Linked DNA regions of Mus musculus: regions 2, 3, 4, 5 and 6 are each linked to region 1. Evidence: chromatin contacts called from public HiChIP or PLAC-seq and Micro-C data. All regions are on one chromosome and are shown on one strand. The core of a region is the stretch at or near the end of the contact, and the rest is flanking DNA. Distances in the headings are between cores, read along the strand shown. Region 1 holds the start of Ccdc3 (coiled-coil domain containing 3). Region 2 holds the start of Phyh (phytanoyl-CoA hydroxylase). Region 3 has its middle 27 kb from the start of Gm23118. Region 4 has its middle 8.7 kb from the start of Gm23118. Region 5 overlaps Camk1d (calcium/calmodulin-dependent protein kinase ID). Region 6 overlaps Camk1d (calcium/calmodulin-dependent protein kinase ID).

Evidence for each region. Hi-C and Micro-C count contacts between places; a contact is called where the count stands out from the background. HiChIP or PLAC-seq counts read pairs in DNA pulled down with a chosen protein or histone mark.
Region 2: a contact with region 1 is called in a Micro-C map of embryonic stem cells, with 2.9 times the contacts expected there. The contact joins the promoter of Phyh here to the promoter of Ccdc3 in region 1. A contact is called at or near these places in 1 of 39 promoter capture datasets (hippocampal neurons), 3 of 484 Hi-C or Micro-C datasets (all in embryonic stem cells) and 1 of 115 datasets of contacts at active chromatin or transcription factors (embryonic stem cells).
Region 3: an HNF4G HiChIP or PLAC-seq map of pancreatic cancer cells shows a contact between it and region 1. The contact joins the enhancer-like site here to the promoter of Ccdc3 in region 1. A contact is called at or near these places in 8 of 39 promoter capture datasets (the 3T3-L1 cell line, 3T3-L1-derived adipocytes, the HPC-7 cell line and 4 more), 1 of 15 datasets of contacts at CTCF or cohesin (the NIH/3T3 cell line), 2 of 484 Hi-C or Micro-C datasets (liver and neural progenitor cells) and 2 of 115 datasets of contacts at active chromatin or transcription factors (fibro-adipogenic progenitors and pancreatic cancer cells).
Region 4: an HNF4G HiChIP or PLAC-seq map of pancreatic cancer cells shows a contact between it and region 1. The contact joins the enhancer-like site here to the promoter of Ccdc3 in region 1. A contact is called at or near these places in 6 of 39 promoter capture datasets (the HPC-7 cell line, cranial neural crest, embryonic stem cells and 3 more), 1 of 484 Hi-C or Micro-C datasets (uterus), 1 of 115 datasets of contacts at active chromatin or transcription factors (pancreatic cancer cells) and 2 of 9 other capture datasets (adipose tissue and pancreatic islet).
Region 5: a contact with region 1 is called in an HNF4G HiChIP or PLAC-seq map of pancreatic cancer cells. The contact joins the enhancer-like site here to the promoter of Ccdc3 in region 1. A contact is called at or near these places in 6 of 39 promoter capture datasets (HPC-7-derived erythroid cells, cranial neural crest, embryonic stem cells and 3 more), 1 of 15 datasets of contacts at CTCF or cohesin (the NIH/3T3 cell line), 3 of 115 datasets of contacts at active chromatin or transcription factors (embryonic stem cells, pancreatic cancer cells and stem cell-derived neural progenitor cells) and 1 of 9 other capture datasets (embryonic stem cells).
Region 6: an HNF4G HiChIP or PLAC-seq map of pancreatic cancer cells shows a contact between it and region 1. The contact joins the enhancer-like site here to the promoter of Ccdc3 in region 1. A contact is called at or near these places in 4 of 39 promoter capture datasets (the HPC-7 cell line, liver and stem cell-derived epiblast-like cells), 1 of 115 datasets of contacts at active chromatin or transcription factors (pancreatic cancer cells) and 1 of 9 other capture datasets (pancreatic islet).

What each region holds. Positions count from the first base shown.
Region 1 is chr2:5,135,285-5,139,040 of GRCm38.p6, forward strand. It overlaps Ccdc3 (coiled-coil domain containing 3), which reads left to right and starts at 2,492. Exons shown (of 3, transcript NM_028804.1): 1 at 2,492-3,023. The coding sequence starts at 2,650.
Region 2 is chr2:4,917,404-4,921,390 of GRCm38.p6, forward strand. Phyh (phytanoyl-CoA hydroxylase) reads left to right here and starts at 1,593. Exons shown (of 9, transcript NM_010726.2): 1 at 1,593-1,741. The coding sequence starts at 1,667.
Region 3 is chr2:5,284,642-5,288,898 of GRCm38.p6, forward strand. No RefSeq gene overlaps it. Among named protein-coding and RNA genes, the nearest start is that of Gm23118, 27 kb to the left of the region's middle. Within about 2 kb of position 1,725, at least 92 of the 459 cell types and tissues checked have an H3K27ac peak or open chromatin away from gene starts, as enhancers often do. A contact at or near this core is called in 3T3-L1-derived adipocytes, neural progenitor cells and pancreatic cancer cells, where this site is marked.
Region 4 is chr2:5,266,814-5,270,872 of GRCm38.p6, forward strand. No RefSeq gene overlaps it. Among named protein-coding and RNA genes, the nearest start is that of Gm23118, 8.7 kb to the left of the region's middle. Within about 2 kb of position 1,353, at least 7 of the 459 cell types and tissues checked have an H3K27ac peak or open chromatin away from gene starts, as enhancers often do. A contact at or near this core is called in pancreatic cancer cells, where this site is marked.
Region 5 is chr2:5,351,689-5,355,627 of GRCm38.p6, forward strand. It overlaps Camk1d (calcium/calmodulin-dependent protein kinase ID), which reads right to left. Exons shown (of 11, transcript NM_177343.4): 5 at 2,981-3,107. Among named protein-coding and RNA genes, the nearest start is that of Gm36906, 39 kb to the left of the region's middle. Within about 2 kb of position 1,588, at least 10 of the 459 cell types and tissues checked have an H3K27ac peak or open chromatin away from gene starts, as enhancers often do. A contact at or near this core is called in pancreatic cancer cells, where this site is marked.
Region 6 is chr2:5,319,515-5,323,409 of GRCm38.p6, forward strand. All of the region lies in intron 6 of Camk1d (calcium/calmodulin-dependent protein kinase ID), which reads right to left. Among named protein-coding and RNA genes, the nearest start is that of Gm36906, 6.4 kb to the left of the region's middle. Within about 2 kb of position 2,052, at least 5 of the 459 cell types and tissues checked have an H3K27ac peak or open chromatin away from gene starts, as enhancers often do. A contact at or near this core is called in pancreatic cancer cells, where this site is marked.

The DNA.
Region 1 (3,756 bases), core at 1,242-3,741:
AAGAGCACAGAGGAAAGGCCACCTCTTGCTACAAGGATACAAAATGGCTATTTACACACACTTCAGGGACAAAGGTCTTCAGAGACTCTAGTCTTGGCTTCTGAATACTGAACTTTTAGTTTCCAGAACTGGAAGAAATAAATCTCTGCCCTGTAAGCCTCCAGCCTGTAGTATTTCATCATGACAGTCAGAGCAGGTTCATACAGTAACCTTTCGAGAGTTCATAGCTTAAATGTCCAGTGAGAGACAATGAGGCTGTGCTGATAAGTGGCCTCTGATGTTTGGCCTGATGTTGCGTCACTACTCATTGTGTGAAAGTCTGGTATTTCCCATGGCAGGTAACTGCAGAGAGCCATTTGTCATCCACATCCTTGGCACTGCTGTCCCCTGGATTTATTTTTGCCTATAACTAAGACATTTTTCTACATAATTTAGGCGTCACTGAGCACAGCGGTGCACACTTGAGATTCTTGCGCGGAAGCATTAAGGGGCCACGACGTCGCAAGACCGAATCCCTGCCCACCTCCTACCACCATCAAGATAGAAATTGGTCGAGGTCGCAGGCAGAGTACTTGACACATGGAAATCTATGGCCCATGAAGGGCCTCTTTCTCACACTTGCTTCTGTTTCAGGGCTTCTATGAGGTTTGTGACAATTAAGCCTGATTGGCTCAGGGACAATAGTCTAAGCTCATGTGACCCTCATGATGTCTGAGGCTCTCCAAAACTGACAACTACATAATGCTGCCTGAAGTCTCTTTTACTGTCTAAAACTGCCCCACACCCTCCCTCGGGTTTCTTCCAACCCACCTTCCTTCTAAGCCCCCTTTGCGTAGTTTGGGATTTGTAAGAGCTGCCTGTCAACACCTGCAGCCATCCCAAGTGATCACAAAAAGAACCATCCAACCATAGTTTCAGGACACCCTGGAAGACTGCGGCGAGGTGAGGCCAGCCTTCACACTTCCTTCCCACACCTGTATATTCTCTTCACCTCATCCTAGGACGGCTCTTCTCTCCAGGTCCTGGAACAACTCCGGATCCCAATCCTGCAAACCCCAATGAGAAGCTTCCAAACAATCTTCTAAGGGCAACTTTGCTTAAAAATCTGCTGAAAATGCATTAAATACATTATGTATATTATGATAATGATATATGGCTAACACCCATAACATATAATTAATACACTTACACACAGGTATTCTCTCTCTCTCTCCTTCCTTTCTTCCTTGCTCCCTCCCTTCCTCTCTCTCTCTCTCTCTCTCTCTCTCTCTCTCTCTCTCTCTCTTTCTGTCTTTCTTTCTTTCTTTCTTTCTTTCTTTCTTTCTTTCTTTCTTTCTTTCTTTCTTTCCTTCTTTCCTTTTTTTGGAGACAGTTTCTTTAGCCCATGCTGGACTCAAATTCCCTGTGAAGCCTCCCTGTGTAGGTGAGAACAGCCCTGAATGTTGATCCTCCTGCCTTCATCTCCCAGTACCGGGTGTTTGCCACTGTGCCCCTCTGGTGAGGTGCTAGGGATCAAGTCCAGGGGGTGATGGATGCCAGCCAGCACACTGGTAATGGAGCCACACCCCCAGCCTTCTTGTGATTGATTCTCATTACACCAAGAATAGTAAAGGCAATGGAGGCTGGGCACTTTTGAGGGTTTTGGTCTCTTCTATTTTACCCACTAACTAGTGAAAAGCTTTTTTGAATTTATGGGTGAAGTTGCTTCCCAGGTATAGAACTTTCTGAATTTGGGGCTGTATAAAGCAGTTAAGCTTAAATAAATAAATAAATAAATAAGCCGTGAACAATGGATTTTCAAATCTTTATAGGGATTCTTTTGACATTATTATTACAGAAAACTCAATGTGTGTGTGTGTGTGTGTGTGTACATGATAGAGAGAGATGAGAGGGAAAGGGGATGAGGAGAGGAGGGGAGGGTGAAGGGGAGGGGGAGGAGAGGAAAGGGGAAGGAGGAGAGGGGGAACAGACAAGAGAGGAGGAGGGGATGAGGAGATAAGAGGGAAAGGGAATAGAGGAAGGGAGGGGCAGAGAAAGAGAGGAGAAAGGGAAGGAGAGAAAATATTATTCTACACGAAGTTCTGGGAAGATAAACTCAGATTTGATTTCTATGTGCTTTGATTCTAAGTCACTTGCATTGAAAACTTAAGACTCCTGCAGAGCACTCCACTGTACAAACTGAGAGCAATAGTAGGAACACCTGCCTAGGGAAAAACTCTACTGGCAAGCTCTGACCTAGCCCATAGTTGGGTGCTACAAACCAGTTAGGTCTGGTGGTCAAGGCGTTGTACGCACATCTCCTCTAGTCACCCTGGAGTCCCAGGGCGCAGGGGTTCGTCCCTTCCTCCCGGGAGTTCTGCACGGGCCGGTTGCGGGGTTGACGGACTCCCCGCCCCTGCCGCGGTCCACGCCCCAATCTCCGCCCGTCCCGTCGCGTCCTCTGGACCCTTTTTAAGCGTGGCGGGGCGAAGGCCCGGTCATGGTGATCCAGGCCGAAGAGCTAGCCGTGCACCCAGCTCTCCGGAGCGCGTGCAGGCGAGCCGAGCGCCCCGTCCGCGGTTCTCGGGCAGGCGCTGCGGGCTCCCCGGCTCCCCGCCGTCCCGGGCACCCGGGCGGGCCATGCGCCCGGGCTAGAGCGTAGCCGCCGGCATGCCGCTCCCGCTGCTGCTCGCCGCGCTCTGCCTCGCCGCCTCCCCGGCGCCCGCGCGCGCCTGCCAGCTGCCGTCGGAGTGGAGACCCTTGAGCGAAGGCTGCCGCGCCGAGCTAGCCGAGACCATCGTGTATGCCAAGGTGCTGGCGCTGCACCCCGAGGTGCCTGGCCTCTACAACTACCTGCCGTGGCAGTACCAAGCTGGAGAGGGAGGGCTCTTCTACTCCGCCGAGGTGGAGATGCTGTGTGACCAGGCGTGGGGCAGTATGTTGGAGGTGCCCGCCGGCTCCCGGCTCAACCTTACTGGTCTGGGCTACTTCTCCTGCCACTCCCACACGGTGGTCCAGGACTACTCTTATTTCTTCTTTGTAAGGTGAGCCTGCCCCCCTCTGCGGGCTACCTGCAGCAGGTTAGGAGCGCCCCGGGGGATCCGTTCCCCCTCCCCCAAACTAAACCACGTCCTAGGCTCTTCTCATTCTTTCCTTGCTCTGACCGCCCTTGGCTAAAGCTGTTTAAGATACAGTGATGCCTTTGGAGTTTATATGTATAGACCGGGTTAAAGACAAAAAGGTTAATAACGTGCTCTTGTTTATGAGATCGGATTTTTCTGTGATCTTCCTGCCTCAGCCCCTGAGTAGGGGGATTACACGCTACCACACGCAGCTATCAAAGTGCTTTCCAATCACTCATTTGATGTTTTGAGAAAGATGACCTTTGCCATCAGTTGTTGGGATTCTTTCTGGCTTTGAACTTCTTTGTATAAGTTTCGAGCCAGTTCTGAGTCCACTCTCACGCTGCTCCCCTCCACCAGTTCCTATCTGGATAAAAGTGGGAAGCAAATCGTGACAGAAGCTCGCGAAGCACCTGGGAAAGTCCTGTCATTTAATGTACACCCAAGCTCTCCTTTCCTACCCACCTTGATGCCAGAAAGCAGCCCCCCCCCCCCCCCCCCGTGCGCTGTCTTGTCTTGCTCTCTTATACCAGCTACCCTGTAATTCAAATTAGCAGAGCTTGACTGGGCCCGCTGGTGGGAAAGGTAAAGACCCCGGGTCACAGTGCTTTGAAGTGTGCAGAGGGGGGAACAGGCAGGTGGTGGGTCCTATGTA
Region 2 (3,987 bases), core at 343-2,842, 220 kb before region 1:
GCTTCAGCTCCCACCTCCAGGATCTTGCCCTGTTTGAGTTCCTGTCCTGACTTCCTTTAATGAGGAACAGATCAGTAAAAATGTAAGCCGAATGCACCCTTTCCTCTCCAACTTCCTTTTTTGGTCATGGTCATGGCGGCAATAGAAACCCTAAGACAGGCCCCAAAGCCATAATTCTCTCTGTTTTTTAGGGAAACCAGTCATCCTCAGAATGACGGTCTTAATCTTTCAATTCTGCTTGAGGTGACCCAAATTCAGACTAATTTCAGTTTTGTTTTCTTCCTTCTCCCTGCAGTTCCCATTTTGCACCAGGTGAGGGCAGTAAGAACACACCTATTTCCCAAGTGGGGGGTGGGGGGGGAATGCAGTCAGTCCTGCTTTTAAACTGTGGGCTAATTAAGCCGGTCTCTCAGGACATGGTCAGGCTTCCACCAGGTTGCTCAGGCTGGACAGATGAGGTTGGGAGATAAGCAAATGACCAAGCCGGCCCTGGGAGCTTCAGCTAAGCGAATCTCGTCCTAAAGGTCAAGGCACAAAGGGCAAATCTCTGCAACCTGAAAACAGGAAGTAGCCAGCTGGTTACTTGCTTGTCTCTCCTGGACTATGGCACTGTCACCAAATTATCTAATGAAAGCATTTAAGAAACAATAACATGTTTATGGAGTAACTAGAAGCAATCTAGAAGTAACTCTCTTAAGAGACCGAGAGACAAAGAGATTGAGATTATGTGTAGTGGTTGAATTTCAAAGACTTTAGGAAAACAGTTTTGTTTTGTTTTGGGTTTGGTTTGGTTTGGTTTGGTTTGCTTTTTCGAGACAGGGTTTCTCTGTGTAGCCCTGGTGGTCCAGGAACTCACTTTGTAGACCAGGCTGGCCTCGAACTCAGAAATCCCCCTGCCTCCGCCTCCCAAGTGCTGGGATTAAAGAAAACAGTTTTTAGCTACATAAGAAATTTTACATGTTATACTGGCTGGTGAGATACACAGTGGTTAAGGGAGCTTGCTGAACAAACCTGACCATCAGAGTTCGATCCCCAAAACTCAGGTGGTGGAAAGAGACTCAACTTCCCTGAAGATTATTTCTCTGATCTCCACAAACAAGGATGCAAACATACATACATACATACACACACACACACACACACACACACACACACACACCACACCCCATCACCACTACCACCACCACACACAAAAATGTAATGTAAGTTATCCTAGACCGTGTGGATCGCTCTTCTTAAAAACTAACAGCCAAACTTTCTAATATTTTAGGATGAATTCACGCTAAATTTAATGTCTCTTCTGAATAACACAGATGATTTTAATTTTTAGTGGGAGAACTAGTCACATAGATTAGTTGTTCATAGATTAAAACTACCAAGTTAAAAGGGTGGCTCAGATCCCTAACGGCCTCGGGCTGCTCGGCTTGCATCACCCCAGTCGCAAAATTTCGGACCTTGCAGATTAGAACAAAGACACAGCGGCGGGGAGCAAGGACTCCAGACAGCCTAGGCTCGCTCCCTCATCCCCAGCTCCCCAACCCCCAGCCTGGGGGAGGTGGCGCTGTGTCCTGCCCTTGGACAGAACTCCACCCTCTACTAGGAGGCGGGGCCTTGCCGTAAGTTAAGTGTGACCTGGGCGCAGCAGTTTCGTCTGCTGGCCCCCACCATGAATCTTACGCGCGCCGGCGCCCGGCTGCAGGTCCTTCTGGGACACCTCGGCCGACCCTCGGCCCCAACGATTGTATCCTTTGGGCTGTGGAAGGGCTCACAGGCTCGAAGGAGCCTCTCCGCCCTGGTGGTGGCTTCAAGGACATAAGAGAGCCTCTGCGCCGCCATCTCTTCCCTGTCTCCATCCCTAGGGTTCCCGGGTGGAGGCTGCATCCCCAGAGAGCCCTCGTCTTCTGGAAGGGCTCTCTGGTGGGACTTCTCTAGGCAGCATTTTGAGCCTTCAAGAAACCGTGGTTTCTTGCTGGTGTAAAGCGGGAAGCATAAAGCGAAAGGTGACGACGTCATCACAAAGAGGCTTGCCATTTTTTGAGTTGACTTCTGCATCCAGAAACACCAAGGACAGTTGCCCACAGGTGCTTGCCTGTGACCAAGGCCGGCAGAGGCAGGGATTCTCAGAGGTCAGGAGGAGGCGCCAGTCGCCAAAAAGAGAAGGCTCAGGACCCTGTCCAGCAGGTAGCTAGCTGCCCATCTCCACCTGCCCTCTGTCTGTCACCATCCCACTAGCTGTGTAAGCTCCCACTCCAGGGGCCAGGTGTCCCCAGTCTCCTGAGGACTGAACTGGTTCCCGGAAAGCGACTTCAGAAGCGAGTGCCTGGTGATAAATGCTTGTGATCCCCCTGGGAGGTGCAGGTGCAGACTCGAGGGTTGGTTGGTTGGTTGGTTGGTTGGTTGGTTGGTTGGTTGGTTGGTTGGTTTTTCGAGACAGGGTTTCTCTGTATAGCCCTGGCTGTCCTGGAACTCACTTTGTAGACCAGGCTGGCCTCGAACTCAGAAATCCGCCTGCCTCTGCCTCCCAAGTGCTGGGATTAAAGGTTCGTGCCACCACCGTCCGTCCGGCAGACTTGAGGATCTTAATGGCCAGCCATCCTGGCCAAAAGTGACAGACGGTCTAAAAAGCAAAACAAAACACTAAACCAAGGCTTGGAAGCAGTTATGCACACGAACACGTGTGTGTACACACACATCACACACAAACACATACATGCATACACTCAGACTCTTGGGGGATGGGAGGAAGCATCAAACTGTTGGCCCCTCGCCCTAGAAATTGCTAAAAATGAATGGTTTAGGGTTTTCAGTGCCTGCCACCTCCGAGGCTGATCATAATAGTTGTTTATTTGGCCTTCCCTGTTATTCTGCCTGTGGGGCTTTTGGTTTATAAGCAGCGGTGTGCCAGGCTTACCTCAAGCTTAAACTCTACAGGCTAATAATGTAACTTCATTTTACACTGAGAAACTAATGGGGAAAGACCCTGATTAGTGTGTATTGGACTAAAGCAGTGGTTAGACCTGCAGGCCATGTAGGGATGGAATATCACAGTCTGGTTTTTTCTTGGCAGTTGGATGTTTGCTACATTTTGAGAACCTTGGATATACTGGTACTAGATGTATTTGGACTGAAATTGATGCAGTCTCTTCACTACTCTTTGGATCTTATTGGTTGCTTGATTTTTGAGACAGAATCTTATCACGCATCTCTGGCGAGCTGGAATTTGCTATTATAGACTGGATTGGCTTAGAACTCACAGAGACCACCACCTCTGCCTCTTAAGTGCTGGGATTAAAGTATACACTTTTTTTGTTTTGTTTTGTTTTTCGAGACAGGGTTTCTCTGTGTAGCCCTGGCTGTCCTGGAACTCACTCTGTAGACCAGGCTGGCCTCGAACTGAGAAATTCACCTGCCTCTGCCTCCGGAGTGCTGGGATTAAAGGCGTGCGCCACCACGCCCGGCAAAGTATACACTTTTAACTTGAATCATTTTTCAATTTAAATGGCCAGATGTAGCTAGCAGCTAGTATTGGATATTAGATAGTGCTGACCAAGAGCCATAGGGAATATATTATGTAAGTAGAGTTCTAGAAATTGAGGCCGTATCTCCTCAGCCTTAATTTGCTTCTAAGCAGTGTGGATGCTGGGCAGTGGTGGCACACGCCTTTAATCCCAGAATCTGGGAGGCAGAGGCAGGCGGATTGGATTTCTGAGTTCAAGGCCAGCCTGGTCTGCAAAGTAAGTGAGTTCTAGGACGACCAGGGCTACACAGAGAAACCCTGTCCAAAAAAAAAAAAAAGCAGTGTGGATTAGGGAACAAGGAATGTTTTGTATTTGCATAATTGGGGTCATCCTGGGTCACAGCTTCTGCGTCTCTTTTCACTTTACCCCACCCACACCCCCATCTCTGTCATATATTTCAATATCATTTAACATTTCTCCCACATCATCAAAGTCCAAGAAACAGTGGAGAAGGGCCGAGGTGACCAGT
Region 3 (4,257 bases), core at 475-2,974, 150 kb after region 1:
AGGGGGAAAAAAAAGGAACTGTCTAGGACATGCAAAAAAAAAAAAAAAAAAAGACAGAATCTATTACAGCTGTAGTATAAAATAGTCACCAGGAATCCCTACGTGTGCCTGAGAAAATGGGGGCTGGCAATAGCTTTAGCCAGATGGGGACTGGACAGATCAGGCACACATTTCCTCTGCACATTTTGGCTCATAGACCTGCATGTGTATAAAAAAGAAGTCAGTGCTCACTTTTTGTATTTAAATATTAAAAGAACCCCAACTGAGGGGAAAAAAAAAAAAAAGGAAATTCCAACTTCTTTGGAGTAATTTAGCCAAGAGAAAACCCTTGGTCTATATGTGATGGTTTCTATTCCATTGAGAACTTTAAGAAATTTAAGTTTTTATTTAAAGTTTAAAATAGAGACATTAGGCTCAATATTTACCTATTTGGTGAATAGGTTCTTTCTGAGGGACTGTTTGTATGTTGATTGCATTATAGATGTTTATTAACTAAGTTAGGGTTTCTAGTGTTGTGAAGAAACACCATGACCAAAAAGCAAGTTGTGGAGGAAAGGGTTAATTTGGCTTACACTTCCACATCACTGTTCATCATTAAAGGACATTGGACAAGAATTCAAACAGGGCAGGATCTTGGAGGCAGGCGCTGATGCAGAGGCCATAGAGGGATGCTACTTACTGGCTTGATCAGGCTGCTTTCTTAGAGAACACAGACCACCCACCCACAATGGGGTGGGCCCTCCCCCATTAATAACTAAGAAAAGGACTTATGTTTGGATCTTGAGACATTTTCTCAGTTTCCCCCTTTTAGATAACTCTAGCTTGTGAGACTAGCCAGCACATTTATGTAACAACTTAGAGACATCCTCAGTGGGAGACACAGGAAAGGATGGTGGTAGGTATCTGAGTTACTTTTCCAGTGCTGTGATAAGCCACATGGCCAAGGTGCCTTATAAAAGAATGCATGTAATTAGGCTTATAGTTCCTGAGGGTTAGAGTCCATGATGGAAGTGCGAAGGCTGAGACATTGCATCTCAAACCAGAGAACCCGTGGGAGTGGCAGAAGTCTTAAAATCTCAAGCCTACTCAGATGACACACCTCCAAATCCTTCCCAAACAGTTCTACTGACCGAGGATAAAGTATTCAAGCCTATGAGCTTGAATAGGGGGTCACTTTCATTCAAACCACCACAGGAGAGAAGGAAACACCAGTGGTGGTGGTTCTAATTTCAGTCTTTTAAACGTTCAGATAGTGTTGGGTTGACTCCCCAATTACAAGCACTCTCAACAACACATCCCATTTAGGTCTGTATATTTTTACACCACAGCCCTTTCAGTTAAAACAAAGAATTTAGATAATTAGACTTAGACTTATAATGAACATTTCAACTGAAATTAAAAGGATAAAAAAATAGAACCCTCCAATTGGTACAAAAATAAAAACAATAAAGTTTTGTCTCTGGGTGATTTTTCTCCCCTCAATCTCGTCATTTTAATTTACTTTGTGTGTGTTTTATATGCTAATCAGCAGAGTAGTACACCTCTATAATATTCATATATATGAATAGCCATTTATTTAGAGCATGCTCAAAATATTTTTACCATCAGGATGCATTATCTATCAAACTTGTTTAGACACTTTTTGCTCTTTCAGAGGCTCTGGGCTAGGTCCTATCACCTACACTGTGGCTTACAACCTTCAGAGGCACCCAGTTCTATGGGCTCCAGTGCCCTTTTCTAACCTCTGTGGGTACACAGGCATACACGTGATACATGCACATGTCTAGGCAAAACGCTCATACACGTTAAAAAAAAAATACTGTTTAGAGACCAGTGAACTAGATTAATGATCTCTTGTTGACTTTTTGTCAACAAACAGACAAGAAAAGCCCTGTTTTTTCTGTTATTTAAAACCAGAGTCATGCTACCAACATTCCCTGGGCCTGAGTCATCATTGTTAATGTTCACATTTGAGCTTGTTACTTTAACATGGACTTGGAAAGAAATAGCAGGAAATGTGCACTTCACAGTGACTCAGACAACCTACCCTCCTGCTCTGGGCTGGGATCCAAACCCTGAAATTTGCAGGTTCAACTGGAAATTTCCCATATTACTCAGGATTTGAACAGCTTACACCTGACTTGGGAACACCTCCCCCCTCCCTTTTATTTTCTCTCTAGGCAAAGGCAAACATCCACGAGGAACACTGGGACCCCAAGGCATTTTACTGATGCACTTTAAATGAACCATCCAGGATCATGGAGTTTGCTGGTGGCACCTCAGGGACCAGGACTATGCAGTCCCTTGGCCTCCAAGACCCTCTTTCAGCGGCTGAGGTGGGGGGAGGCACCATGAGAAACATGGAGATTTTGGCTGGTGATGAAACAGGACTAGATAATGTCTGGCCACTCAGTGATCCCAGACAGTATTTAAACAGAAATCTCCAGCGCACACTGATTTGGGCTTCTGTATGGGATACAATGGGGAAGATTTACGGGATCACCAGTGCTGGAAAGTTGCTTCATACAGCCATGTCTCTGGAGACTGGGGAGCTTGCTTAAAGCTTTCCCAGACTGAAGTCTTTGTCCTGGATGGAGAACTTGAAAATCTAGCTCTTCCACTGGTGCCAAATGTTCTGACAAATACTGAAGGAATAAAAGGTCTGAAATGAAAGCGGGTAAGGCATACTGGAAACTCAAGAGAAGTGTGTGTGTGTACTTGTGCATGACAAGTGAGTGTATTTGTGCACGACAACATGAGTGTATGTCTGTGTGCACATGTGCATGAACATGAGTGTGTCTCTTTCTTTGTGTGTCTCTTTCTTTGTGTGCATTTGTGTTTCTGTGTGCATGTGTGTGCACATGTGTATGCGTGTGTCTGAGTGCACGCCAACAGTGCTCATTGCTGTATCTTTAGTACTTGGAGCAGCACCTGCTGTATAGGAAGTCATGAATGATAGTCTAGATATGAATAGTTGGGACTCTATGTCTATTTTATGACACTCTGTCAGAAAATGTCATGAATGGAACAACCTGAGAAGAGGGGAGAGATGAATAAAGAACAAGTTTCTAATCTGCTAATGCTGGGCTTGTGGGTGGCCAGGGAGTTGAGCTAGAAAACCCACTGCAAGAGGAAATGAGAACCATGGAGAGACACTCCAGTCTTCTCTCAGTGCTTTAAGCGGCCCATGGGCTGTATTGTATCTACAGGAGGCCTTGGAGAAACTTGCTTTTCTTTCAAGTTTTCCCTTGGCTTCTAGGGTTTCTACTGCCACCTTTGAATCTGTTGGGTAGTATTGGGGACATGACACTGGCCTCTGTGGAGGACAGTGTGATAGATCTAACTCCTTGGCCCTTGCATGTCACTTCCTCCTGGACCCAGCCTCCTCATGCGTGAGGCGGAAGTATTACTTTCTTCTTCCCATGCAAGGTTGGGGTGAAGACAGAATGGTCCTGATGGTGAGAACGTTCAGACGTTACAAACCCTCTGTGTGTGCGTTTAGAGGATAGGCTTGCCTCTATTCAGATTAGCCTGACAGCTTTGACCTGGAGCAGTACCCTGCTCTTGATCAGGACAGGATCTATTTCCCCACCCTCCGCCACCACACAACTCTATACAGGCTGAAGCAACACCTGGGTGGAATGTATCCTGAATCTCTCTGAGGAAGACTGGTAAACATGCACATCAATAGTTTAGACTTGTATACCGTCTTGCCTCTCATGCTGAAGTGATGACTAGTCAGCCATAGTCCCATTGGGCTGCTTTGAAAATTACCAGAGAGCCTGATTTTCATAGCTTGGGCATTAGAATTTTCGGCTAGCTCCCTCGACGACTTGGCTCCATGGTCAGGCATGAGAACTATCAGAAGAGACTCCTTGGAATCTGCTGCTACTCAGTTGGGTCCAGGGAGGAGCAGCAACATCACCATCTGAGAGCTTGTTAGCTCTGCAGGTGTTCTAGTCTCTGTCCAGCTGGTAACCCACTGTCTTTTTAGCTGCATCCCAGAAGCTGGAGAGTGAGACAAACATAGCTGCTCTCAGAAGCACTGCCAAGGGAGCAGGCTCTCCTCTGGGAAGTCCTTAGCAAGGTCTAACTCTTGCATGCTCTTGTTCTCCCTGGAGGGACGGTGATAAGCACCCAGAGCCAGGTAACCGCAGAGGTCAGCTTGCTTCCTGTGTCTACGGAGGGAACAGCTGGTTTTTACTGGAGGGTTAGCAGCTGGGCTCTTCTGCATGACGAGAGCCACATTGGGCCAGC
Region 4 (4,059 bases), core at 103-2,602, 130 kb after region 1:
ACCTGGCTTCTAAGACTATAGCTGACCTTAGATAGAGCTGACTTTGTCTCAGTTGTTTTATTGCCCAGTTCCTGCCAGTCTTTGTGTTTACATTCCTCTGTTTTGTGTAAGAGTCATTAAGCATCCGGTAACCTCATTTGTACCTTGCCAATGTGTCACCTAACTTCCCTATTTTCTTCTGTATAAAAAGTCTGATGCTCAATTTGACAAATTACATTCAGATTCTACACAATCTCGCGTGTTGGTCTGCCTGTCATTCGCCGACTCCTTGCCCATCTGCACCCAGAGACCCGTTCCATGCAGACAAAGGGACCCAGAGGGTCTGCAGCACTTCCAAAAGAGTTGACTTGGTCCAGACTGTCAGCATTCCTTGTAGGCTTTGCCCCACAGTTACCTGGCAACAGTCAGGTATGCCTGAGTCACTATAAAAGGGGCTGTTTGCCCCCTCCTCACTCTCTTACTCTTACCCTCTTACTCTCTTATTCTCTGTCCCTTCTCTTCCCTATTCCCCTCCCTTCCAAATGTTCTTGACTGGCCTCTCCCCTCTCTCTCTCTCTCTCTCTCTCTCTCTTGTTTTTTTTTTTTTTTTTTTTTTTTTTTGGTTTTTCGAGACAGGGTTTCTCTGTGTAGCTCTGGCTGTCCTGGAACTCACTTTGTAGACCAGGCTGGTCTCAAACTCAGAAATCCACCTGCCTCTGCCTCCCGAGTGCTGGGATTAAAGGCGTGAGCCACCACACCCGGCTCCTCTCTCTCTTTAACTCTATCTTGACTCCCTCTTCAACTCTCCTTCTATGCCCTAAATAAACTCTATTCTATACCATATATACTATATTGCTGGTACCTGGGGGGGGGGGATGTCTCAGCATGGTCCTACAAAGGCACCCCTTCCACCTCACCATACCATGCCTCTACCAAACATATCCTGATTCTTTTTTATAAAACACAATACTGACACAAGGATGCAATGCTGGGAGCCAAGAAGTCTTAGCTTCCATGTCCTTTCTAGCTACTCCCTGCAGGTCAGGCTAAGATAACCAAGGATCTTGGTTAAGAGGAAGCAAGGGGAAGTTGTTGCTTATACTAAATGGAGACATTTCCCTAGTCACTTCCTAAAGCAATTCCAAGCAAGTCAGTGCCAGTGGGGTCCTTGGGAAGATGTTCTTAAGGATACCAGGCATGAATTTACAGCTACCTTAGAAACAGTTTCAAAAGCATTTCATCCCCCTTGGGAATAAAAAGGGCTGTACATATTTATAAGCAAGTGTTGGGGCAACCCCCACAGCTTTAACCAGACTTCTGCAGCTTCTCTGACCCAGAGCTTTTTCTGCTACTATGTAGGGCAGTGGTTCCCAGCCTGTGGGTTACAACTATTTGGCAAACCTCCATCTCCAAATGTTTACATTATGATTTACAACAGTAGCAAACTTAGTTAGGAAGTAGTAATAAAATAATTTTATGGTTGGAGGTCACCATAACATGTGGACCGGTATTAAAGGATCACAGAATTAGGACCGTTAAGAACCACTGATGCAGGGGATTTCTGTAAAGAGAGACCCCTGTAGAGAGCAGGCTGATCTCCCCCCTCCCCCACACGTTTGAAACATCAGAATGTGTAAATTTCTTTCAGCTTCTTCACATTTGTGGTGGGGGGGCCAAAGATCGACATCAAATCACAGAAGGATGACTCCCTCAGTCAAATTGAGTGGAAGGAGCCCTAGTCGACCAAAGAGAAAGCACTGGCTGTTCCCTGTGGCTCTTGGATCTTAACCTTGTCTGTGCAGGATGAAGTTGGAACAAATCCTTCCCAGTACTCTTGATCTGCAAAAGAACAGATCACAGAAAAAAATTTCCCTTCACTACGCTAGTATGGTGTGTACCAACAGCTCACAGAAGTGAACATGCTTCACCCCACAACACCTGCATGTAACCATCTCTTGAGTCAGATTGGCAGGTGGTCTTTCAGTAGAGAGCCTGGTCATTTCTAGAGTTTCCTCCTCCCTGCAGGGGGCACTGTGGTGCCCATGATCCCTGATTCTCTAACTCCCTTCCATGGAAGAAAGAATTGATAAATGCTCTTATTTGGCTGGAACGAACTTTGAAGTGTTATTGGTTCAATAGCTCAGCTCCAGATAATTGACTACAACACATGGTTCCTGTGTTTTTCGTAGCTCACTGCCACCTGCCTTTATTCTACACCTGATGGTTCTGGCAGCAAATGGCCATGGGCTGATGAACACTCTTGTTCCTGTGGAAGACGCATACATGCCACCCTGGGTCTTTGGTGTTAGAATATGTAGCCACCAGCGACCATGGGTTACTAGATTCCTGAAAGGAAAGATGGGGTTTTGGATGGGGAAGGCTGTGAGAGAAATAATGAGCCAAGACAAAGTTCTGATCAAGGCCAATGTTTACTTATGAGTCTAAGCTTATAAGGGGGGGGGGGGGGACGACCCATTCCCCACCATGCCAGGATCTCTTTGCTTTGACAGGATAGTGTCAGGAGAATAGGTTCAGTCTCTCAGCGGGTAGTGGTGTCTTAGAAGAAACCACAGATGTGGCAGACAAAAGACTTTAGCTAGGTCAGAAGACTCCACCCTAGGTGGGCTAGCAACTGTAGCAAGCCAGGTCTGAGCCAGCCTGCTCAAGGCTAGGGGAAGGGCACAGTTCCTCCCTTTTTATTTATTAAAAATAGCTGGACTGGGGCATACAATTTACCTATGCTCCATGGTCCTGCCTGGGAATTATGGTGGCTGGTAACTGCACCTGTCTTAGGACTGAATCTAATTGGACTTTTTTTGACCTGTCTTGGAGAACACATGCAGCTTGTTGTGTTTATTTGCACAAACATGGCATTTTAGTGTTTATTAAGAAAAAACACAGCCTTTGGCACATGCCTCTGTCTTAGGTTGAAATAAAAGCCATAGACCAGTGGCATGTCTTTGGCTGCCGGTCCTCATTGTACACCTTTCCCATTCAGACCAAAGCCACAATATGCACTCAATGTATTTCTTCATAGCAATGAATTACTGCCATCTGCACTTTGCTGAGGGCAAGCCTGTATGAAGGTAACCATCTACTTGAACACACAAACTCAAAGTTGAAAGCTACAGTATTAAGGTTTTTTGTGTCCCAGGCACTCAATTCAAATTAAAGCTAATTGCAAATTAGCAATGATCAGGCTCAAGTCTGGCCTCCGGGAGTGGGGGAGGTGGCTTTAAGAATAAACAGAAAAACTGTTACTTCTCATGTAAATTGTGGAGGCTATGCTCCAAGTTAACTCTGCTGGCTAATAAAGATTTTTAGCTATCTTCATAATAAGAATCTCCAATATTGGATTTATTTCTAGACAGTCCATAATTGAGTCAGCATAACTGGTCACACTAAAGGAAATACAAGAGTCATTATAACTCCTCCTTTTGATTAATTTTTCTAATCAGTTTCCACAGTCAATATGTTCTCTGTCCCACAAGGTTAAAAAGCTTGAAGCGAGGCAGCTTAACTTGTCTAATCTGGGACATAGGCAAGCAAAGGTGGGTCAAGAACATATACCCAACACAGCTTTTCTATCCCATTGTCAGGGAACTCAGCAAGATCACAGGTCAGCATGTCACACGAATCATTCTGGCAGCTAGCAAGTTCCTGCAGTATTCTGTGGACAAAACACAAACGTGCCCTCTTCCCCATATTAAATATCTGGTCAGGATCATGCCATATGCCAATAAGTGGATCCTTTCATCTTACCTAGGCATGAGTATGCCTAGTTATAGGATACTATAAGGCACTCAGCAAGGAGTTCTTTGGCATCCAAATTTAAAAAATTTTAAAATAGAAAGTGTCATATAAATAATGTGTATGGGAATATAATTCTCCTTTTTTTGTTGTTGTTTTTTAAGAAGATATTGTTTTTAAAGTTCCACAATACCTTGTCCTTGAGAATTATAAAAAAAATCCCAGTAGCATGGGTAACATTAAATTGTTGACAAAACATCTCAAATGCTTGACTGTAATAGCCAGTTCCATTATCTGTTTTAATCTGATTTGGAACACCAAGCATAAAAA
Region 5 (3,939 bases), core at 338-2,837, 220 kb after region 1:
CACATTTAGGTTTATATTGACAGACACCTTGTACCTCTGAGCAGCATTGCTACCAGATGAATCGATTATTTTTCCTCATTATTATTACCAAAAAGAACTCACTTGTAGCAGCTTGTTCTCCAAGCTAAAGGAGTCTGGGTCCTTCTCATAGATGCTGCAGGCAGCAGCCTCAAGGAGTCCATGCTTATGCAGCACTGGTAACTCTCCTTGTCTTTGCCTGAGCTCCACCTTCTGTCAGGTCGTCAGATGTCTGAACACCAAACAACTCTTAGGAGAGAATTCAATAAATGTGTGCTGAAGGAATGAGTGAAAAGAGAAGACGTCTTAAAAGTGTCACGAGCCTTGTGCTTTGTGTGCAATTCGGCATGTGTCTGTATAAAGATGAGTAAGATACAGCCCTTGTAGGTGCCAAAGCCACAGTGTGGTGAAGAGACGAAGCAGACATGGGCCCCGGTTCAATCTGATGAGGAACCATGCACTGAAAACAGGGGGAGAAGGATTCCGATGTTGAAGGAGAAGAGGCAGGATGGTAACCAGAAGAGGTGAGGGTTCATCTGGGCTTTGATGGATGCAAAGGAAATTGGCACAAAGACTTGGGGGTAGAAAAAGACCCACGTTGGCTGATGACTGCTCAAAGACCCCAGAGACAGGTGCCCTCTTTCACTCTGGGTGCTCGGTAGATGTGAGCAAAACCAGTAGCTGCGTTACTATTGCTCTAAGAGAACTCAGGGTTTGGCAACCAAATCTCACAAGTACTTGCTTACCTGCCCTTTAAGGAGTCGCTTTCAACACTGTCCCTAAGTCCATCCGTTCTGACCAAAGCAAGAAACCAAAACAAAGCCTGCAGATGGCGGCCACCTAGCAATGGGGACACTGCCATCCACATAGGGGAGCCAAGAGTCAATCTAGAAAGCTTTAGAGCTTTCCTGTCTCAGAATTAAAATGAGATCAGCGAGGTGCATAGGTAAGAATATTCTGTTAGAGCAGGAAAACCTCAGCTCGAAGCCCGAAAGCAAAAAATGGTCCAGAGTGATGGAGCCTGGAGAATATGGCTCACCACCTGGGGCGTCCTGACCAAGAGACTGAATCTCACAACACAAGCTAGCACCCCTCACTTTTGATACCCGTGACTCATGGTGGGTGCAACAGACTCTTTGTTTGCTGAGTCCCTTGTTTTTCAAAGATGCCAAGGGTGCACCTTCTCGTTCACCCCCTGCTGCCTGCACAGACAGCACAAGGGAGAAACTGCATCCGTACACCGCACACCCACACATCTTCGCACCAGCTGCGCATGCACTTGTCACTCACTCAACTGCCTCTCTACCTTCTCCACATTCCACAGTCCCACCCATCTATGCCTCACCATATTATCATAAGACAGCTGGCGGGCCCATCTGTCCCTCTCTTGAGTCTCTATGGTCATCTTAACGACTCGGACATTTAATGACTCACACCCCAGGGCCATGGGTCCCACCCGGGGCAGCCCCTAGCGGTTCTCTCTGCCACACCCTCTCAGTCAGGATCCCATCCTACTAAACCTCTCAGCTCTTTCCCTTCTTCATTTCACTCGTAGTTCCTGTCTGGCGGCTCTCGGCTTCCCTCCTCTGAGAAACTTGGGAAATGAAACAGTGGTGGCATACCAATGTATGACATACCAATGTATGACAATGTAATTATGCAAAGACCTGAGACACCATGGAGTGCCTCCAAGGACACAGAACTCCCACAGTGCTCTGCAGTCTCTAGACCCATTTAGTCTCAGACTGGATCTCCCAGGCCTGTTGGGAAGGTTTCCTAGTTGTACCTAAAGACTCATGGGAATAGTGGAGGCTGTTAATACTAATTCATCCTTCCTTAGGGAGGCTTACACAGTGTTCCCTCTCCCCCCTCCCTTCCCTCTTCCCTCCTTCCTTTTCTTCCTTCCTGTGCTGGGGACACAGTAGGTACTGAGTACATATTTGATAAGTGACTGAATCCACTGAGGTGAACAGTTGTCTGGGAAAGTGCTCCCTGAAGGCTTGGTTCTCAGCATGTAGTACTTTTGGGAGATGGCAGACCACTGAGGTAGGGCCTGTTGTGAGTTTTCCTGGTCAGTGCGACTAGACCTTTGAAGGTGCTAATACCCCATCCTTTACTCTTCTTTTCTGCTTCCGGTCCCAGCCACAGGGTGAATGGTTTTACCAAGTGCTGTGGCCATGATGTGATTTTTTGTTGCAAGCCTAAAAGCTACAGGGCCAATAAATCACAGTCTGAAACCTCCAAAAGGAAAAAAAAATCCACCAAGCAAAATTAACCTTTCTTATTCATAAGCTGATTTCTCTCCGGTATTTGTTATTGCAACAGAATGCTAACACAGTTCTGGTGGGCTGTCTCCAGAAACCAGAAGATGAATCTCAGCACCAAACTGTTCACACTGTCAGCAGCCATCGCTGCATTTTACATGGGTGACAGAAAGAAGGTACACTTGTGATTTTAGGAAAAGCTGTCACAACCCCTGACTCTGTCCACACAGACCCAGGTCAGCTGACGTGAGGGGGCGACTTACTCATGGATTCTTCTGTACTCCTTGTACCAGTGTTTCCTCTCTGGCTGCAGCAATCTCAACATTTATCATGTTTTATTGAGTCCCACACCTTATCAATGCTTGGTGCTTTACTGTAAACCATCCAAAAATAGACACATAACCTAATTCTGTTATTAGAACCTGGGAATCCATCCCATTTTGCTCTTAGACTCCAGTTGGGCCCACAACCAATTCAAACAGGATTTCCACCCAACTGCTAAAAGGTTTTAGGGAAATTGCTTCACTGATAACGTACTGTGGAGGGGTCTCTCAATATTTGTATCCTTCCTTCAAGAGAAAGGCAGGCCTCTGTGATTGTGCCAAGCTCCAATGCTTCAGAAGGAAGATGAAGTTGACATGGAGACAACCCAGCTTCATCGATACACACAAACACGCTCACATACTCATTATCCTTACCAACATAGCCTGGGGTCCCGCAGGCCGTGGACATCACATCTCCTTTGCCCTCCATTTTCGACAAGCCAAAGTCACTGATCATTATTTTGGACTCCTCGTCTTGACTGTAGTATAAGAGATTCTCCGGCTAGAAAACAAAACAGAAGCAACTTACAGACTGTAAAGCAAGCCTGGGCTGTAGGTCTCTCATCCTAGCTACTTGGGAAAGCATGTCTCTCTGAATAAAAAATAAAAAGAGGCATGGGAATGCAGCCCAGTGGTAGAGGGTTTGCTTAACACACAAGAAGCCTTGGACTTGATGCCTGGGATTGAATGCAAGCAACAAACAAACAAACCAAATAACAACAACAAAAGAACCCAAACAATTGAATAACAGGTCCATTTAAAGCTGTCTTACTAATGGGAGTTTCATCAAATCTCACAATTAAGAACAACTTTGATCTTTAAACATAGACAATGTCTTTATCAATAGATGTCAATTAAAATGGCAGGACTTAAGACACAGGCTGGGGATGGAGGCTGTAGAGCATTTAGCACAAGTCAGTCTTCAATGTTATTCTTTTCCTTCACTAGTATTTTGTCTCCTTAAAAGATCAGTCTTGAGGGAACCTAAGAAGGTGTCAGCTCTCAGACTGTCATTGGTTCTTGGCTAGGGGGACAGGATTCCCAGTCAATCAGAGACCCTTGCAGGTTAGTTTGCTGTGATGCAAGGCCCTCTCTCCTGGCTCTCAGTAACATCCTACCATGTCCTGAAAGACGGGTTGCACACAGCACAGTGCTGACATCATCAGCTACCTGCTTACACCCCTTCCAGGGGAAGAAGGAGCATTCTGGGAGCAAAAGAAGCAGCGACTCCTAGTCCTGCGCCCCTAAAGACCCCTCTCCTGGTTGCTTTTGTGCCAAGCACAGGCTGCAGTCTCTTCTTGTTACCCATCTGCACAGTTCAGGGGAGAGCTCAG
Region 6 (3,895 bases), core at 802-3,301, 180 kb after region 1:
TTATTCTCTGTGCTGGGAATGCTATTATTTTCTCCAGACCTCAGGACTGCCTTGCTCAGTTGCAAAGCTCTATGTGTGTGTCCCTTGCCTAGTGATGCTTTCCTGTCTCCACCCCCAATACCATGCAAAGTACTACATCTCTCCTTTATGCTCTTCAGCTTCCAGGCTCTTCTGTTGTAGTTCCTGTCTTAGTTTGTATCTAGGACTCACCATCTCTGGCTAGACTCTGTGTTCCCCAAAGGCACCAATACTACCATGCTCTGTTTTGTGATCCTGTACAGCCTGGTATAAACTTTAGCAAAAGCTTGTTGGAGGAATGGCTCCTCAGACGTCTTCACCTTTCTCAGACTACCATCCTTATTACCCTGCTCACTCCTCTCTAAACAAGTTCCATTCTTTAAGAGCCAGCTCAAATCTCATCTCTTTTTTGGGTCTTCTCAAGAAATACTTTGCTGATAAGTTCCTGGGCAACAGATTCTATGACATAAATGGTGTTTCTGTAGGGCTGGGGGAAAGACTCTCACCGTGGCCTTGAACTCACGATCTTTCCACCTCAACCTGCCCAGGGCTGTGATTATAGTAGTGTGCAATGGCTCTTTGATGTCCTGTATTAGTACTCAACATCCCTCAATTGTGCTCTGATAAACAGAAAATGCTTCATTAAAACATTTATGCATGTATGTACATGTGCAAGTATACACACTCATGCACATTGTCATAACACACACTTTAATAGTCATAAGACATCACTAGGGGTGTAGGACAATGGTAGACTACTTGCATCTAGCATGAATGAGTTCCCTGGGTTTGATCCTAGCACCCCAACCCAAATAGGGTTGAACATTTTTTTTAAAAAGATTTATTTATTTATTTATTTAATGTAAGAAGAGGGAGTCAGATCTTGTTATGGATGGTTGTGAGCCACCATGTGGTTGCTGGGATTTGAACTCCGGACCTTCGGAAGAGCAGTCGGGTGCTCTTACCCACTGAGCCATCTCACCAGCCCGGGTTGAACATTTAAAAATGAGTAAAATTGTACAGAAAAGACAATTTCAACTATGTTTTTCTGAGCACAATAATCTTTTTACTTACTTTCATTTTTGTGGTAAAGCACCCTAATGGTAAATAGAATATAAACGATCTTCTCCAAGGCAACCGGAACGAACATGGGGAACTGTCAGACAATATCACCCAAGCTCCTATATGCCTAGTGTCTGACAATATGTTCCATGGATTATGGTCCCTCTCTGTAGTTCTGCCAGAAGGCCTCCAAGCTTCCACCAAGCCAACCTACCTGCTGAACCAGCTAAGGACTCTTGTCCCCATGGTAACTGGCTGGAGCTCTCTCCTTCCTGCCCTTTTCCCTTTGCCTCCCCCCCCCCGCCCCCCCCCCCCCGTTCTCAGCTCTTCGGAGACATCCAGCGGTGTGTCCAGGACTGAGAACCTGACGTCCCTGGGTTCCATGCGGCCCAGGGACCCCAGAACACCGGCTCTTCCGCGGTACCCAGCGGCATCTGTGGTACCCGAGTCTGACCCAGACTCTGGCAGTTCTGTGGGTACCCCAGGCCTTTTCCCATCCCTGGAACGGGGGTTCTGCAGCTTCTCACAGCCTGACACCCACCCAGCGGTTGCCGTGGGGGTGCGCCCAGTCAAAACTCCCTGTGTCCACCTTGCCCAGCGGCCCTAGCCCTGAGCAGATGTGGGACCCCATTTTTTAACCCAGAAAGAAAGAAAGAAGGGAAGGAAGAGGAGGGAGGGGGAGGGGAAGGGGAGGGGAGGGGAGGAGAGAGAAAGAAGGAAGAATTTGCAGGTCCCTGTATTTATAAAGTAAATTGACTTTTGTTCTTTATCTTAAGGAAAGATTGAGGGAGGTGGCTACGGACATTATCAACCTGTCTGGGAGAACAGGATTGTGAAAAAATGGATCTCTGTGTATATCGATCCAAATTCCAATATAATCATGTCATACCGTCAGAGTTCAGTGTGATACTCCTATGAAGAGCTGTAAAGCAACACAATGAAGACGAAGTTTCCCATAACAGGACCTTGTGGACTCTGGTGGGATGAGGCAGAAGTTCTGGCATGCTCTCTGGACAAAGTACTTGGGACCAGGGTGGTAGGCCCAGTGAGTTTTCTAAGTACATGGAAACGTGTTTCTAAGAGGCTGAAAAAAAAAGGCGTAGCAACTGACTGACAACCAAGACTTTTCTGCTCTGGTCTAGCCCATGTGGAAAGGCTCTGAGGAGAGAATTGTTTCCATGGGAAAACTTCGTGCTTCTCTGTGACAGTCCAACTTTGCCTTCAGAGTGATTGTTGGCAAGGTGCTGGAGCTGGGTGCATGTACTCATAGCTGCTTCAGGGAGGGGCTTCTGGGCAGGGGCCGGAACTTTGAGTGGCAGGTCTCTAATCCTGTCCTTGAGTCGGTTGTGTGGGAGCCTGTTTTCCTCTCCTTCCTTTTGTTTTCTGGCCATGACATGAGTGGGTTCTTTCACCATCTGACAAGAGGCAAAAGCAGTGGATTCACTTGATATTGGTAACCCCTAAATCTGAGCCAACAGGGAATGCCACGCAAGAGAGGGCAGAGAGAATGTGGGAGCCAGAGGCCAGGGAGGAGCACTGTGAAAGTCTGTCTCTGACCTTTAGATGGCCGGCACACCTTTGAACTCATGGTGGCTGTGGTTACTTACACAAAACCAAGTCAGTCAAATTCCAGCACAGAAGTGGGGGGGGGGCTCCCAAAGCGGCAATGACAGCTGAAGAGCTGTCCTGTCAGGGGTTAATGGCTACTGGGAGAAGGGGCATACTCTTTCTATAGCAGCATGGCCATAGGCAGGTTGCCCAGGCTCCCCTGGTTGGCCCCAGAGCGATGCACATATGGGTAGCACTAGTTGGAATCGGTGGTTTATTTCCTTCAGAAATGGAAGAGGATGTGAAGGTGGGAGGGGGATGGGCTGAGAGTGCATCCAGATGTAAATATAATCAGAATAGATTGCATACATGTAGGCAAATATCAAAGAAAGAATAAAAAGTATTGTACAGAAATGACTGAAACTACAACACCCCCCCCCCCCCCCATTTATCTGCAAAGCAGCTAGGCCACATAAGGCTACCCCAGGCTCAGTGTGTCTCTAAAAAGCAGCAGCGGCTTCAACCAAGGATGAGCATCCTTTGGACTCTAAGTCCTGCTGGTACCAGGAACCACTACAAGTCTTTCTGTCTTGACTGACCTTTGGCAGAAATTTAGCAAGCTTTATTGAATGAAGGGGGCAGTGGGGGGTGTTAAGGAATATGAGTTCTAGTCATCCTATCATAGATATGATTGACTTTCACAATAATTAAATAAAACAAAGCTCTTTCGAAAGCAAACAAACCTTTTGTACTTATTACCAGTGCCCATTAGTGAACAAAACAGGGTTGCACATATATAATCCTGGTTTAGATTAGAGGGTCAATGAGGCTCATGAATATGCATCTCAATTCTGTAAGCATCTGTTTGAGCACATGCATTCCCCCCACACTACTCCTCTACCCTGAGAAAAGAGCAGGTGGGAGAACGTAGGGAAGGCTCACACAGTAAAGCCATGTGCAGAGACTGAAGGCATGTGCTCCTGGCTAGAACACACTGGTAAATGTCCTCAATGACTTGAGAGTTGAGAATGGGTAAGCAGGGATCAGGGAAAGATTCGGGGCGGAGAGGGCAAAGGGAAACACAGTCCTGAAGGTTCTGCACAGCTAGACTGAAGACCAGGACTTGGAGAAGTAGGGAGGACAACCACTCTGAGCATCTTAACCCATCTGTGGTCAACTTTTTGAATCTTCCATGGACACCATCTTGAGGAAGTCGAGAAAATTATCAAAGAGGCCTGGAGACCACTCTAGACCAGCCAAACACAAC